2 separate regions of the Columba livia genome follow, and region 1 is linked to region 2. The links are chromatin contacts, called in public Hi-C maps. All regions are on one chromosome and are shown on one strand. The core of a region is the stretch at or near the end of the contact, and the rest is flanking DNA. Distances in the headings are between cores, read along the strand shown.

Region 1 (7,457 bases), core at 2,188-4,687, 48 kb before region 2:
CAGGGAATCTCTTCTCTTAGGCTGTGTACAAAATGCAGAACTGATGTGAGGCTACTTTCGCACACAGCGTTGTATTGCTCCCATGCTTCTGACTTAATCATGTTGTCTTTGCGTGTACTTCCAGATTAAATTTCTAGTGTTGCCCCAGAATGGGACACTCCTGCCATCTTTCTCTCTTTAAAGATGGCAAAACTGCAACCTTGTCTAAAGCAGAGGGATTTCCACAAGTTCTTTCCTTCTAGGCTGATTGTGACCGATTTCTTCCACATAGAAGAGTGCTCACACAGTTGTCAGGGAGACAACTGTTGGCACAACTTTGCCCTGGTATTTGGAGGACTTGGCCAGTCGGTTGCTTTTCAGCGGATTGTGCATTCATGCAGATGCAGCACACTGGCAGACTGACAGACGTGACTTCTTCATTTTCCAGTCTGAGCTCATGAGCATGCAGTACCTCGAGACTACAGCTGCAAGAGAGAGCCAGCATACCTCAGCTAGTGCTATTTGAACTAGTTTGAGCAGCAGCACAGTAAAAAGCTGGTGACCAGAAGTCAAATACAGCCAATGTGTGTCACAAGACTTATTTGAGAGGTTGGCTTGCACCGTATATATTGCTGCTAGTAGCTCGGTGTGTTGTTTAAACTAACCCAGGTCAAGATAAAACACTGTAATAATGCTTCCCTGATACCAGCATCCTTCATACAGTACAGCCCAGAGCCCAGAAATTCCCACTGACCTACAGTGTACACCATTGCCTGCATCTCCTAAGCAGACAGCACTCTCTTCCTTTCCCTCCTGCAAGCCGTGACCAAACCTAAATCAAAAGCAGCCATCATATCCTCTGAATTGGTGTAAAGGCTGAAAACAAGGATAATGAACTTTGCACCAGATGAGGCTAATGAGTGTGCAGGCAGTCATTTATGATTAAGCCATGCAAAACATTTGCTAGTAGCGCAAGAACAGAATGCTATGGTACACAGCAAAGGCCCAAGGCACTGAGTAGTTAAGTGACTTGCCCAGTTTGACACAGCAGTTCTGTGACAGAGGTAGAAATAGGCTGCTCAGTTGTTTTTTTCAAAACAGATCATACTTTGATCTCCCTTTAGCAGCGGAAAATAAAACCCCCTCTGTTCATACTATAAGTCATTACAGAAATTACTTTCAGGCTACAGACTCACCATTATCACATCGCTGCAAGATCAAACAAAAAAGAGGGCAGTAGGAGAGGAAAAGAAAGGTTACTTTGTGTCATTTACTTCCACAGTCTGCTCAACAAAGCCAAAGAGGAAAAACGTTTGGGTTTTTTGTTTGTTTTGTTGTTGTTGTTTTATTGGGTTTTTTGTTTGTTTTGTTTTTTTTTTTTTTTGTGGGTTTTTTTGGTGTTTTGGTTTGTTGTTTTTTTTTTTCCTCAGACAGATGCCTTTTATAACACATCAAACACTTCTCGTGGGTGTACGTCAGAGGCATTTTACTACAAAGGCTTTGTCCTTTGCATTCATGAGAGCCCGGATGCTTATCAGGATTTTCCATTCCCTAAATTCAAGATCAAATTGGGATCTGCATTTAGATAGCAGCAGAAGTACATCAACAAAGTCCAAAACATAAAATCATTACTGAAAAGAAAGCATTGAGTCAACATGTTCCTGTGCTAAGGCTGCAGTGGAGGGAGTTTCTGTCATCTCAAAAGGAATGTCTGGAGAAGGAAACAGCCAATTTTTCAACGTGCTGGCTTTGGAGGAAGGCAATATGAGGAAACAATTGTCTTTCCTAATGGATTTTACTGCTAGTAAATGTTTAAGTCCTCCATGCAAAGCATGTGGACCTGATATCACAAAGACGACATTGTAATATTTACTACATAACATCACATGTTTGTATCAGGCACTCTGCATGCCTGCAGCAAAGCTCTGATTTGTTTATTTGTCAGCGCAGTTTGTAATTCTCTAAATTATCAAGCACAGCAAAGAACATTACACACGCAGTCAAACTACATTTAACATTGCTACATACCCTTCCACTCTCAGGCCAACACTCAACAGCATCTTGCATTTCCTCTCTCCACCTCCTGCCCTCTGGTATGCAGAGTCTCAGCCCCTGAAATACTAGAAGGCCTTCCAAAAGCTCTTGTCGCCTTCCTGGACAAGGTGTTCTCCTTTCTAGGAACAAACCAGGCCCATGGCTGTTGTGCTAAGACAGTACTCCCAGCCTCCCTACAGGCAATGGAGGAAGGCAGAGAGTGGGAACGGCCAGGCCTGAAGTTTTTCCAGCCTCCAAACCTATCAGCAACAGCAGAAGCATCAAATGCTTCTTCTCAAAGCCAACGTCTCTGCTCTTTTCACTCAGGGTGACACTGAGCTCCCATGAGATATTCTGTCCCCCGAGATCATTGTAGATTTAGATGCTTCACTTGAGAGGAAATTTCCTTGTGAGCCAGAAGAACTGTGTCCTCCTACACTTACAGCAGAAAAAGAGGATAGGCAGAAAGAGCAGAGATGTCTGAGATCTCTTCCTTTGTCTGTGTTTGGAATATCAAAAAATCTTACAAATCTTTGCTATGCCAGTTCTGTTGTAGATTGGAGTAACTGTTTTTCTGTTCTAGTGGGTGATCTTGATTTCTCAAGAGGATAAGTCACCAGGTAATCCTGCACTTCACTGGCTCCTGCCACCCACCACTGCTACCATGGGGTTTTGTACAGCATTTTCCAAGCCCTGGCACACAAGTTCATGCATTGTCCTTGCTTCCACCCCTAAAGAGTGAATGGACACGTCCCTCAGGCTCCAGCAGTTGCATGTAGCTGTATGCACAAAGAATAGGACTCGTATTTGTCACTGGTAGTAGTAACTCCTTCCCCAGTGAGTCCGAGCAGCCTCCCCCTCCATGTTAAATCAAATGGCTCTAGTTCTCCCTCAAAGATGTCAGCGCATGGATGTGCCACCACAAAACTCCCACCTCTCAGATCATGTAAAGCTTACATGAAAATTGCTTCTAGTAGTAATTCCAGTTCAAAATGGGTTGGGAAAAGCAGCATGTATTTTTCTGGCAACAACAGTGAAACTATAAAACTAACGAGTCTCCACAGCTATTCCCACCTGTTCTTGGAGCAAAATACGTATTGGATATATACCCACCCGTGAGTTTCTCCATGACGTTAATCCAAATTGTACCCACCCTCCCCCTACCCCCCCCCAAAAAAAAAAAAAAAAAAAAAGGAAAAAACAAACCAAACAAAAACCAAAAAACAACAACAAAAACCCAAAACAAAACCCCCACACCCAAACCACAACCTTTCCTGCATAGGAAAAAATAATGTAAAAGAGCAGGTGGTATTTTCACCTGGTTTTACATCACACTTAAGCTGGGCCTAAGCCACTTCCACAGAAGGGAATTAAAACAGAACAGATATGGCAGCAGCAGCATCAACCCAAGGCTGAAACTGACCAGAGATATTGTAATAGATGAAGATGGAGCAAGATAAGGGTGAGTCAGCAGAAGATGTTTGTCTTCTCTGTAGTATCCTAAAATTTGGCTATTACAGGAAATTACATTAATATTGAATCACTGTTCTGTACACATCATTGTTCTGTACAGAATTTTTCCATGGTGAGGAAGACATTGTTAGGTTTTACAATGTTATGATACACTTCTATTTACACATCCAGAGCATCCAGCTGACCCTGTGCAAGAAAGTATTTGAAGTACATGTGACTTCTATTGTCTCCAGTAAAAACTCTGATCAAGATACTCCGGGGTACCATGCAGCAAGCCTTCCATATTCTGCCTGGAAAGACAAAATAGTTTGTGACTATTCTGTAACAAAATATTACAGAAAAGAAGATGAAGAGAACTGGAAAGGATGAGTGGAATGCTCATAAAATGGACTTTTATCTCATGACTAATACACTAAGATTGCCTGGAATTTTTTCTGAGATATTTTTAATTTTTTCCACATAATTTGCTTGTTAGTGGACATATTTTCAGAAGGAATACTGTCATTTGAAAATGCTTACATTATTAGAATTGCTAAGCTTTCTCTACTCTGGAAACTTTAAAAAAGTCCTGGCAAATTACTGTTAACAAAATCTCCAAGATTTTAGAGGTTGAGGAGGAGTTAATCCAAACTCATCTATAGCAAAACATGTTTACAATGTATTTTTTTTAACAGCTATTAGATGTTGAAAGTGCAGCACAGGACATATTCTGATAATAGAAAAATCCTCCCTTTTGCAAATAACAACAGCAATGAGGCATTATTGCACAAGAAGAAAAATAAGATAAGCATTTCATCCTGGATATTCTTCTTGGACAATACAGCCTTTGGTAAACTGTGATGTTACACAGGTCTTTAAATAGTGAAGTTTCAAACCAAAAGGTTGTGAACAAAAATTCGAAGAAAATATGTTTATAATTAATGATGGAGCTTGGAAGAAGCCCAATAATGAAAGCAAGTCTTGTTTTCTAACCTGGAGAACAAGCTTTCTATAAACACTTGCAGTGAAGATTACCACAATAATGAAGCAAAGCCATGAAGTGAAACAGGGTACACATGCTATACTTGAAAATGTTTCAGACTTCCAGCTATCATCAGCCAAGATACAAGCTGTCATCCAGCACAGATAGATTTGGGAGGTAACGTCAGTGGAAGTCTGTGGAGACTGCCTCGGTGTTATATCAATACAGCTCCATGCTCCCAAAATTATTCTGCTTCCTTCCATAGCTGCTCCTGAGTGGAAACATTTCTATTATCTTTACAGTAATCCGTAAGTCAGCTCTGCATAGAATGAGGTAGCTGAATTGCAGCTGTTCTTTTTAGTGTGTACTGTTTTGCACATTCACTGCTAGTTATCTGATTGAGGCTTTAGCCTAGTTATGAAAAAAAGAAAAAAAAAAAAAAAGGATTTTTTTTTTTTTTTAAAAAAAAGGTGGTTTGGGTTTTGCAAAAGCCAAACCAAAGCTGTTTCAGTTCCAGGTCCCATTTTTTTTTGAAACCTTGAAAGTTAAAGCCTGGGTGGTTTGGATAAGTGCTTCTAATTCTAGCATATCCCTATTTAAAATAAGAGGGAGGATTTGTTTTTAAAAAGCTAAAACTGGGATGGTCTGGAACAAAGTCTCTGAAGACATTTAGGGAGGATTCAGATAAACAATTCCACTCCTCCTCCCACCTTTTATATCTCTCATGAATTTTTTTCCTGTCCCTTCCTTGCTTTCTCTCAGATATTGTTTGCTTCCCCTCAATTTCCAATAGAGCTTGAAATTAGATTTCTTTTATTTCCTTGTTTTCAAACAAAGCTCTGAACTGCACATCTTGGCATTAAGTTAACTCCCAGGCTGAGTCACTGAGTTACCTTCCATCTCGGTACCTGAGCTGGTAGAAATTGTGCAACAGAAACCACCATGTATGCCCTTTTCCACCTTACACCAAAACTGTGTGATTTTTTGGAAGGAAAAGTCTGATTTTAGTTGGACAGAAATAGAACCATCTAATTGTAATGGTTTTAGTCTGAATTTATGACAGCAGAAATGGTACCACAGTGTGACTCAAGATAGAAACAGTATTATCATCACAATTTGTAACTTCATCAAGAGTTAACTTGGGAACTGCAAGCTGGCAGCAATAATTCATACATTACTGCAAACCGTGTTTTCATCATTTCTGTTGATACTGGCAAAATGCTTGTTTTGGCTTTCTGCATGTTGCAGTCATTAATATGATATAGTATAGACACTCAGATATATTTAGGAGAAGGTCATTTTCATTCAACTGATTATGTACTGGGAAGTTAAATAAACAAGCAAGTTAAAGACATCAGCAATCCCACTCCTTGATCCATGCCAAAGTGAATTCTTAAAACTGGTTGGTTCAATTAGAGGAAAAGTCAAGCCATGATTATGTCAGCTGGAAGAAGGAGGACATTACATTTCCTTTTACTTAAGGGTTACCTGGAATGCTACATCTTGATAGTGGCTAAATACATCCACAAAGCTGGAGGGGTTCCAAGGCAAGCTAGAACATACTTGGTAACTATGACATTAACAAGATTACTCATCCTTTTCATAACAATGAAAATTTCCTATTGAGATTTCACTGAGCAGAAAGTACAGAATCATGACTATTTATCTACAGCTGCTTGGAGCGCCTTTCCAAAGGCATGAAAGGACACTGTCCTCGAAAATGATATTCAGGGGGGGAGAAGCACTGTCCATGTTTTTCATTTTGCAAGTTTGTAACTGTAAAACGTTACAAAACAAGTCACTTTTGAGAAGCACTCATCTTTTACGCTCATTAGATTGCAATCCAGAGATGACTGAACATGATATTTAAACAGTAGTGTTTTTGCCAATGAGTTACATGATCAACACGAACTGCTAATGTTTTCTATTCTAAACCTTCTCAAAATGTCAAGTGTTCTTGTCAGCTGAGTGGAAGTGGCATAAAAGTAACTTTTGAAATTGCTGTTGATGAGATACCCTTGGGGAACATAGTATATATACTGAAATCATATTCACAATATGCTCTAATCTCCCCTGCTGCAAAAGGATTAGGCTCTTAACTCTCATTTCCATTAATGGAAATGTAGCACAGCCTGGTTCTTCCTTCCAAAAAAGACACTGGGCATTCTTAAATAACACAAGTCTTATTTCCTGAATTTTCTCAAGCTGTAAGAAAACAAAACCATAAAACAAATAAAGAAAATGCTTTTAAAAAGCTAAGCCTAGTAACTAACCCTGTTACAACTCAGAATTACAGCACTGTTTTGTTGTGTTTTTTTTTTTTTTTTACACAAATCACCAAAAGACTGAAAATATTCATAGCTGTCTGAGTCACGTTGACTGTAGCAGACTCACCATTTCTTCAGTGTCACTTTTTTATGCAAGTTAAAATATCAGGAAAAGGTAAGAAAGATGATGCATTACCTGACGTCCCTGCCAAGGATGCAGAAGACCTGGGCTCATTCCCTGCTCACCCATGGTTATCACGCATGATTTGGACAAGTCACACAGAGTTATTTTCAATCATGTACTCAAGCAAAACTTCAATGTGCCTGCCCAGAGGTCTTGCCACCTTGCTCAGATGTCTCCAGAGCTCTGGTGGCACTCGCTGCGCACAGTTGCCTTGCACTGATTTTACCCTACTGCCCCAAGCAGGACCACAGGCTTCCAGTCTTTTGACCAAAACCAGTGTTGATGGTGGCTGTTATAATATGTACAGCAAAAGCCATGAACTAGTTGGTTTCTGAAGTTTCAAAGGAGTAAGATTGCCACTGACACTGTATTTCCACTGCTATGGGTCTTACATGTTGATACAAGTCAGGATGAGTTATTTTCTGGAGTCTCTTTCTTAACCAATGAACATGCTTTTTTACTCAAAGTATTATATTTTCCAAAAGTCTAGTTAGACAAGTGGATCTTTACAGACTGATAGCAAAGGGGTTGCATGCTTGTGATCAATATTTGGTACTTT
Region 2 (7,716 bases), core at 3,989-6,488:
TAAAGCAAACATAAGAACCCTATTTCACTAAGATGCCTTACCAGTGCTTTTCTTTCTTTCCATGTGAATAACTCTCATTTTCTTTTTCATAATTACAGAAAACAGGCTGGTTTTTAATGTCTCTTCCAGCAGAGCTGAAGATGTTGATTTCAGACTCATTCAGACTTTAAAGCCTAATTCATGCAGTTGATCCACAACATTAACTGGAGTGCAGGTCTCATCAATTTGATAAAGTGTCTTTATAACAACAGATGGTAATTTGTTGATACTTAAAGCTCTAAATGGACTCTGTTACAGAACCACTTAAAATGCTTTCTTTAAAAAAAGAAAAAAACAACCAACCAACAAAAAAAAAAACCCACACAAGTGTTCAGATACTTTAACCCAAAGAAATTGCTGACAGATTTGTTTTCAGCCCAGCAGAGTAAAGAGCTGACAACATATTTTTGCTGGATATGGTAACTTGGGTCTATTTTTAGGATTTTTTTTTAAGTACTCAAAAATAGTAGTGGGCTTAAAAATCAGCATCTGCTTCTAGCAATGAAATAATTATTTGAAGAACAGATAATAGGCACAAAAAAAGACCACCCCCAAGTCTTACATTCTGTGATTCTCCACAGCAAGACTGAAAGTCACAATTATGCATTTCTTGTAAGCACTGTTTATTTTATATAACAATACTGCAGGATTATAACACCCCTGTAAGTGTTCAATACACCTATTTATCAGTTATTAATTCACCAGCATAAACTGTTTACATTTCAGCCAAGAATAACTAACCGGCAAGTGCTATCACTATTGCTTTTATGACTTAGAATACCCAAGGCTGCTGACATTTAGACCACAATGCAGGCTCCCACCCTTTCTTACTTTAACCTGGGTTTAGTTAAGGTGGGAAAGAATTTATTTGTAGGGAATGATTTTTTTTTTTTTTTTTAAATGGTCATTACAGCTATTCTGCAACTAGGATTTGCAAATGCATGTCAAGAAATCTGAGCTGGTTCGCGTCCAGCTAGTTTGGATACTGATAACAATGAATCACTATGTCAGTGCAAGACGGCCCAGGACCTGGATGTCTGCTCGTTGGCTGATGCCTGTCACCACAGTTTCCCAATCCTCAGCAGAGTTTATGCCTCTGACAGCTAGAAAGAATGACTGACTCCACAAGAAGACAAAACCCGGCCCCGCAGATATCCCCTATGCTCTACCCATGCATCAGTAGCCTTAGGAAACAAAGCAGTATTATTATCAGTCAGTCCTCACCCTGTTATCTTTTGAACCCTTGCACAACATAAATCACACTTGAAAGAGGCAGAGGAGGAGGATCCATTGGTTTTCTACAAATGGGATCATAGAAGACAAAGGCTCGAGATCACAGACCCTTCCCACCCCCCTCCTAGAGAAAAAATTGCGTAACTGGGTCATCACACCTTCTCTTGGAGGGCTCCGGCCAGAGACAGCAGGTACCCATAGTGAGACGGTGCACACCCCATCTTCTCCTCAGCAGGGGAGGTGGCGGGCAGCAGGAGCAGGGGTTGCATGGAAGGAGGGGTAGAAGGTGGCAAAGGACAAAGAGGGGGAGAAAACGGGCTCCACTAGTATGAATGCTAGTGGAACTGTGTTTGCTGGTTCAGGGATTTCAGTAAAGGTGGAAAATTTTGAATTGTAGTAATTTCAGTTCAAAACAGTTCAAGGTTTTGACCCACAGAACAGCAGTTATCTTTTTAGTATAATTTGCAAGAAGGACACTGTGGAATTTTTGCCCCATGATACTCCAGGAAAAAAAAAAAAATACTTTTAAGGTATTAAGATAAAATCTTCCTTAGATAAAGAATAAAATATACCACAGCACGATGCTTCAAACAACACGTAGGACGACTTACAGACAATCAATATGACAAAGCAGAGCAGATTTGGAAGTAGTAGTATTTCACAAGTACCATTTCTAACAAAATCATCGTCATGGTATTTAATTAAAATCAAAGCTCCTAACAGCAGCAGTTCAGAAAAGGAGTGACTCTGATTTCATATTCATACCCAGTGGGTTAGAATTTTTGTGAAAATTAATTGTATAACATTTAAAAGACCTGCTAGTGAGCACTTCAGCAACAGTATTTAGGCTTTCACATTTTGACCAAAAAAAAAAAAAGAGAGCAGAAAAATCCTGAAGAAATACAGGCTTGTTGGTCTACCCTGTTCTGGCAAGGACAGGACTTCTTCATAGTCATGTGCAAGAATGACCTACCTCTAGTAAACAATTATGAAATAATTTATTCATGAGGGAAAGTTGTTAATAAATTTTCTGAGTCAGTAGTCAATAACTAGCCCAAGAAAGGGAAAAAAAAAAAAAAAAAAGTAATTAAGGGAAGTGGTGGGTTTGACAATTCTAAGTGTTCTCTGGACCTTATCCAAGGGGACCCTCTTCACTGAAGAACAGTTGCAGCAAAAAAGAGAGAACAGACTATGAATAGCAAAGATTCCTAGTGATCTCACTGGGAATTACACATTTATTTGGAAGGCATTAAAGGAATAAGGTTACAGACTTAAGACCTGATCCAAATTCCATTATGTAAATGGAAAAAGATAACTTTGTTGTCTTAAAAGGAAACTGAATTTAGCCTTTAGTTCCCAGTTAATGAGATACTTGTAAATGTAGCGAACTGCAGGGGAAGTGATCTAGGAGAGATGTTATTTTGGGTTAGGTTTTTGTTTGTTTATTTGCTTTTCATATAAAATACTTGCCTAGGCTGCAATTTACTCAGATTTGTTGTAGTAAGACTCTCCATTCTACTGACTACATCTATATAAAGTGGCATTCAGATCCAAAGGAAAGGCAAGTTGCAACTGACTTAATGCCATCCTTAACGAATGAACAGAAATGGGGCATATCACAGATTCTAAACGTGTAATTAGTGTCTTGGAGCGAGCAAAGTGAGCCATGTAACCTGCACATGATCCATTTGTTATTCCAGGCAATATACTCCTTTCTTCATGACAATGTATGGTTATTGCTGTTACTAAGGATATTGCTTGGTTTGAAACATTTCATAGATTTGTTCGATCTCATCTAAAGTTGCTTTTGCTAGCGCAGAGTCACCTAAGCAGGCCCCAAATCTGCAAAACGGTCTCACGAACAGGCCCCCACACTGCTGCTAAGCAATACTTAGGTCAACTGGGCTTGTACTGTGTGCACATGTCCCAGCACTGCTTTTGCTAGACCCAGAATGAGTTCAAAGCACTTGGCAACTGAGTTTGCACAGCAGGACCTTTCTAGCAGCATATCACAAACAGAAGATTTTTGTTTCTTCTCTCAAGCTACAGGTACACAAAGGAGACTACAAATAATGTGAATTTCAAGAGAGGAACAGATCCATTTTGATCTGCTAGTTTTATTTAAAATTAATAAATTCAGGCAAGGTATAAACTATCCAGTCACATCCTGCAAAGCTTTAAGCAGTGAAACCACAAGGGAAAATAAACTAACATCTCTTCCCTTTTTATCTTAAAAGTGTTTGAAATGAATTGGTTGCTAAAGAAACCTGATATAATTGTGCCAGAGTGTTTTGAAACCCTTCGTGGAGTTCATCTGAAACCTCAGCATAACAAGTGGCCTCTTATCTGCGTACTATTCCAGGAAGAAATGCATGGCATTTCGTCATCACAGCTGAAAGACTAGCTGGCTCTGCACGTAGGCTCGGCGAGAATAAGAGCCCTCAGCTATAATGAGGGCAGGCTGGTAGCTAATGCTTAGTCAGAGGCTGTTTCCTTTAGCCTTTGCTACTGCTTGTAGGAGTTGGAATGCAGGAAAAGGCAAAAATTAAAGAGAACATAAAGAAGGCCAATGTTTACCTTCTCTAGCTGTTCTCAATGAAGTTTATTTCAGAAGAAATGGCACAGAGGCATTAACATGGTGACACCCTAAACCATCCCTCCAGTTTTTAAGTAGGTTTATTTAATGTGCCTGTTCATGAGCAGGATTACTTACAGGAGAGAGAATCATAAAAAGCAGATGTCATTTTTTTTTTTTGGTCTGACATTTAAAGGCAAATTAGTAAGCAGAAGTTTAATACAGTTTCTTCCTTCTGAAAACTGATGTTTAACTTCCTAACAGTCAAACTAACTTTCTCTTACAAAGCTGTTAAAACATAGACATAGCTGGGTAGCAATTGACATTACTTCAAAACCAAGGATGAATCTTCATATGTGGAGGAACATTTTGAGAAATGTTTCTTTTTATAGGCTTCTCCTCTTTCGTACATCCTTAAGATGGTAACATCTGTGATGCACTGTCATCATGCTTTTTAACATGAGAATCTGCAAACTTTGAACTCAGAATGATCAATCCACACAACATTAAAATGTTAAATGTGAATGTGTAGCAACGTTCAGAATGTAAGTTTGCAAGCCTCTTCATTTGGGATCACTTTCTTAGCCTGCCTGCAGAAAAATCATCAATTATTGGGAATTTACTCTGCTATAGCCACGCTGATTTAAGCACACAGCTGTAGGCACTATAATACTGAACACACTGGACTGAGTCATTTTACACACATGCAGATGCTGGTCTAAATAAGGGCTAGATTTGACTTGTTCTGTTTAACTCACTGGCTGAACACTGAAAATAGTTGGCACAGACTTTTCTCAGGAAATTCAAACTTACACAAGCAGAGGAAAAACACTGCAAATGAGATGCTGCTGTGTGCAAAAATTCATCTTGGGTAAAACTTTAAAACCTAAAAATAAATCTTGTTTTCAGTTCACACAAATAGGCTTTTCTATTCAACTCTGAAGGTTTAAAGCAGTTGTTAATCATGTACTGTACACAGTACTAAGCGGGAAAGTGTTCAGTTATTTCTGAAACACGTTATTTTGAGGCTATATTTGAATCTTCCATATTTATGTGATGAGAGTTATGTCACAAAGTTAATCATTCCCAGGATGCTAGCATTCAGGGTAATGAAAAACTTCTTGTGCAAGCAGTCATTAATCAGTGAGTATAACATTGCATAATGCTTTCTGAAGCATGTGTTATGTGATCAGAGTACAAGGCTGCATAATACAGCAAAGTGTTTATGCCATATGCTGACCTTTTCTAAAGCAGAAACGGAGCCATGTGATGCGCCGCTCCTGCCAGCAGTTGCTTATTGCCAATAATTAAGTTTGATGATATGAAGAAACACAAACTTGTATTGCTCTAGAGTTCTAAAAGGAAGAAGCTTTGAAGTTTTTGGCACTGCGAAGCACAAAGATGGCCAACTTGGCTTCGGTACACTATCGTCCATTATAGGCACCGCCCATCAAAACCAGAATCAAGTGCCCTGCTCAAGTGGTTACTGGCATTTGTGTAAAGGAAAACATGTGCATTGTAACAGGACTTCTGTATTATCCAGAAGAGCATAAAGGTCACAGGAACAAAGCAGCCAAAAGCATGCATCTCATAACATCACAATAACATTTGATGTTCTTGTGCAATAGTGCAAGTAAGCAGCTATTACTTAATCTCCTACCAGTATTACACAAAAGTATACTTGCGAAATACTTCAGATAAATACGCTGTAATTATATGAAATATAAAAACACGTATAGGACAAAATGTTTTTGTAACTCTGAACACACATACCTGTGGAGATGTGGTTTTAATGAGCTATTTTAACAATGGAAACAATTATTTAAAAGCTTCTCTGAACAACCTTAAAACTATGTGCTGGAAGCAGAGTGGACATCTGGACATATCTTTTATATGCTATGCATACACACACACAGAGCATGATCAAAAGTTCATCCTGTCCCCAGCTACTTTGTGCTTTTCTATTGGCAGAATGGGGCTGCAGATCTGGAAGAACCAGCTTCATAAAACTGCTTTAGCACAGCCAGCCATCCTGGTGGCATAGTTAATGACACTGCTTCTCCTACATCACCTGCTCCCTGACTTGCTAGGGTTTCCTTCTGCCTCACTGGTGACAGCCTGACTGCTTTGGGGAGCTGGTACAGAAAGGGGAAGCCAAGCTCCAGAAGCATTACCACCTGTTAACTCGGTTCCTTCATGTGATCTAAAGTTCTTTCTGATATCCCTCCCTTACTTTAAGGAAGTGTTTGCAAGCTTAACTAGCAATCCTAAAAAGTAAAGCAGCCTAGAAGCACAATCAAAATACACATAACTAAGACTACATCTATGCAGGGAATTAGGTGCCCAAGTCCACAATTTAGATTCTCAAAATTTCTGCTGAGATTTTGCCTCAGGAAGTCACGGTCCTAATGATATTAGGGAATGGCAATTGGATGGTGCTGTATTTAAAGCCTTCCAGGATTTAAGAATGAAACCTTTCACAACCTAAGGGGTCCGACCGAGCAGGCATCTTCACTCTTGGCAGACAGGAGTCCACACAGTACAACGGAGATTTTGGGGATGAGAGGAAAACAAGCAGGATTTTTATCCTTGTGCAGCATCTATTAAAAAAACAGTGTGATACTTGCTTCATGAGGGACTGCAAGACAGGCCTTCCCTCTCTAACAGGTGAGTGGTCTCTATCTCTATCTCATCTCAATAAATTAATTTGTAAAATAAGAAATTAAGCAGAAAAGTTTCATCAGAAGTGACTGAGAGCACCCACTGACCAGGTCACTACTGTGGGAGGGTTCAGTTCAGGTCAATTAAGTGAAAGGAGGGAGCAGAAACTGAGTTGTGCTAGTGTTTCTTGAGCCCTTTAACTACTGAGCTACTAGATAAATCAAGGGGCTGCAGCATATCCTCTTTGCTTTTTCAAAAAAAGGACCAATTTCAGCTAAGACTGGGAACAAAGGTAAGAATCCAAAATGAAGAAAGGAATTTCAGTTTGTGCCAAGTGGAAAAAAACCCGACATGTCCATGTGTTAAGTTACAAACTGGTAACTTAGGCAGAAGCCCTCACATTATGCCTCTTTTTGTGGCTCCTACCTCCTTACATATGTTATATGGCTAGTCTAGGAATCACATTTGGATGCCATGATCTCTACTAGTCTTTAGGGTATAGAACTCGGGTGCTGTAACCAGCTGATACAGAAAAACCTACATTGTGGAGCTGCTCATGAAGATACGAGAAATGACAGTGCTGAAGTGAACTGTGACTTAAACAAGTAGCTTGAACACACCCTATAAAAACATCCCTCTCTCCATCCTTCCTAGACCCACTGTTTCTTAGATGCATGCCCCCTGGCTCTCTCCTTTCACCACTACTTGGAAGAGGAGGCTGGCCAAAAGATGACAACTACAGGACAAGATGAATCACAGACTGAACTCTGAGTGGTCACTAGCTGGGGAAACTTACATGTATTTACAAAAACAGTTCAGCTACAGACCACCTTTGAACACAACAGTCCCAGAGGCAGAGACTTACTACACAAAAGATGCATGGTCAAACTCCATCCACACAAGCACACAGACGTATTATTAACATTTATACACAACCTTCACAACTCTGTCCTTAAAAGTAAAATTTAAAATTAGTCTTTCTAAACTGCATTGAAAGAAACATATTTTTTAAAAACTGGTACAACTGGCATCAGATTTTTTAACATGCTAGAAAGAACTGAGCCAAAGATGATATCACAAAGTCCCTTATGCTTAAGGGAAAATGTTAAATCAATTAGCAGTTGTTAGAATAAAGAGGCAACAATTTGATGTATCAGTTCCTTAAAAAAATACCAAACTTTTCATGTTCTTCTGAAAGTGGTTATATT

What was found. A called contact is a pair of places that touch in the nucleus more often than the background predicts.
Region 1: a contact with region 2 is called in a Hi-C map of crop, with 1.6 times the contacts expected there. The contact joins two enhancer-like sites. A contact is called at or near these places in 2 of 2 Hi-C or Micro-C datasets (crop and liver).

Annotation. Positions count from the first base shown.
Region 1 is chrZ:48,786,216-48,793,672 of bColLiv1.pat.W.v2, reverse strand. No RefSeq gene overlaps it. Among named protein-coding and RNA genes, the nearest start is that of SYK, 100 kb to the left of the region's middle. Within about 2 kb of position 3,437, at least 1 of the 3 cell types and tissues checked has an H3K27ac peak away from gene starts, as active enhancers do.
Region 2 is chrZ:48,739,338-48,747,053 of bColLiv1.pat.W.v2, reverse strand. No RefSeq gene overlaps it. Among named protein-coding and RNA genes, the nearest start is that of AUH, 120 kb to the right of the region's middle. Within about 2 kb of position 5,238, at least 1 of the 3 cell types and tissues checked has an H3K27ac peak away from gene starts, as active enhancers do.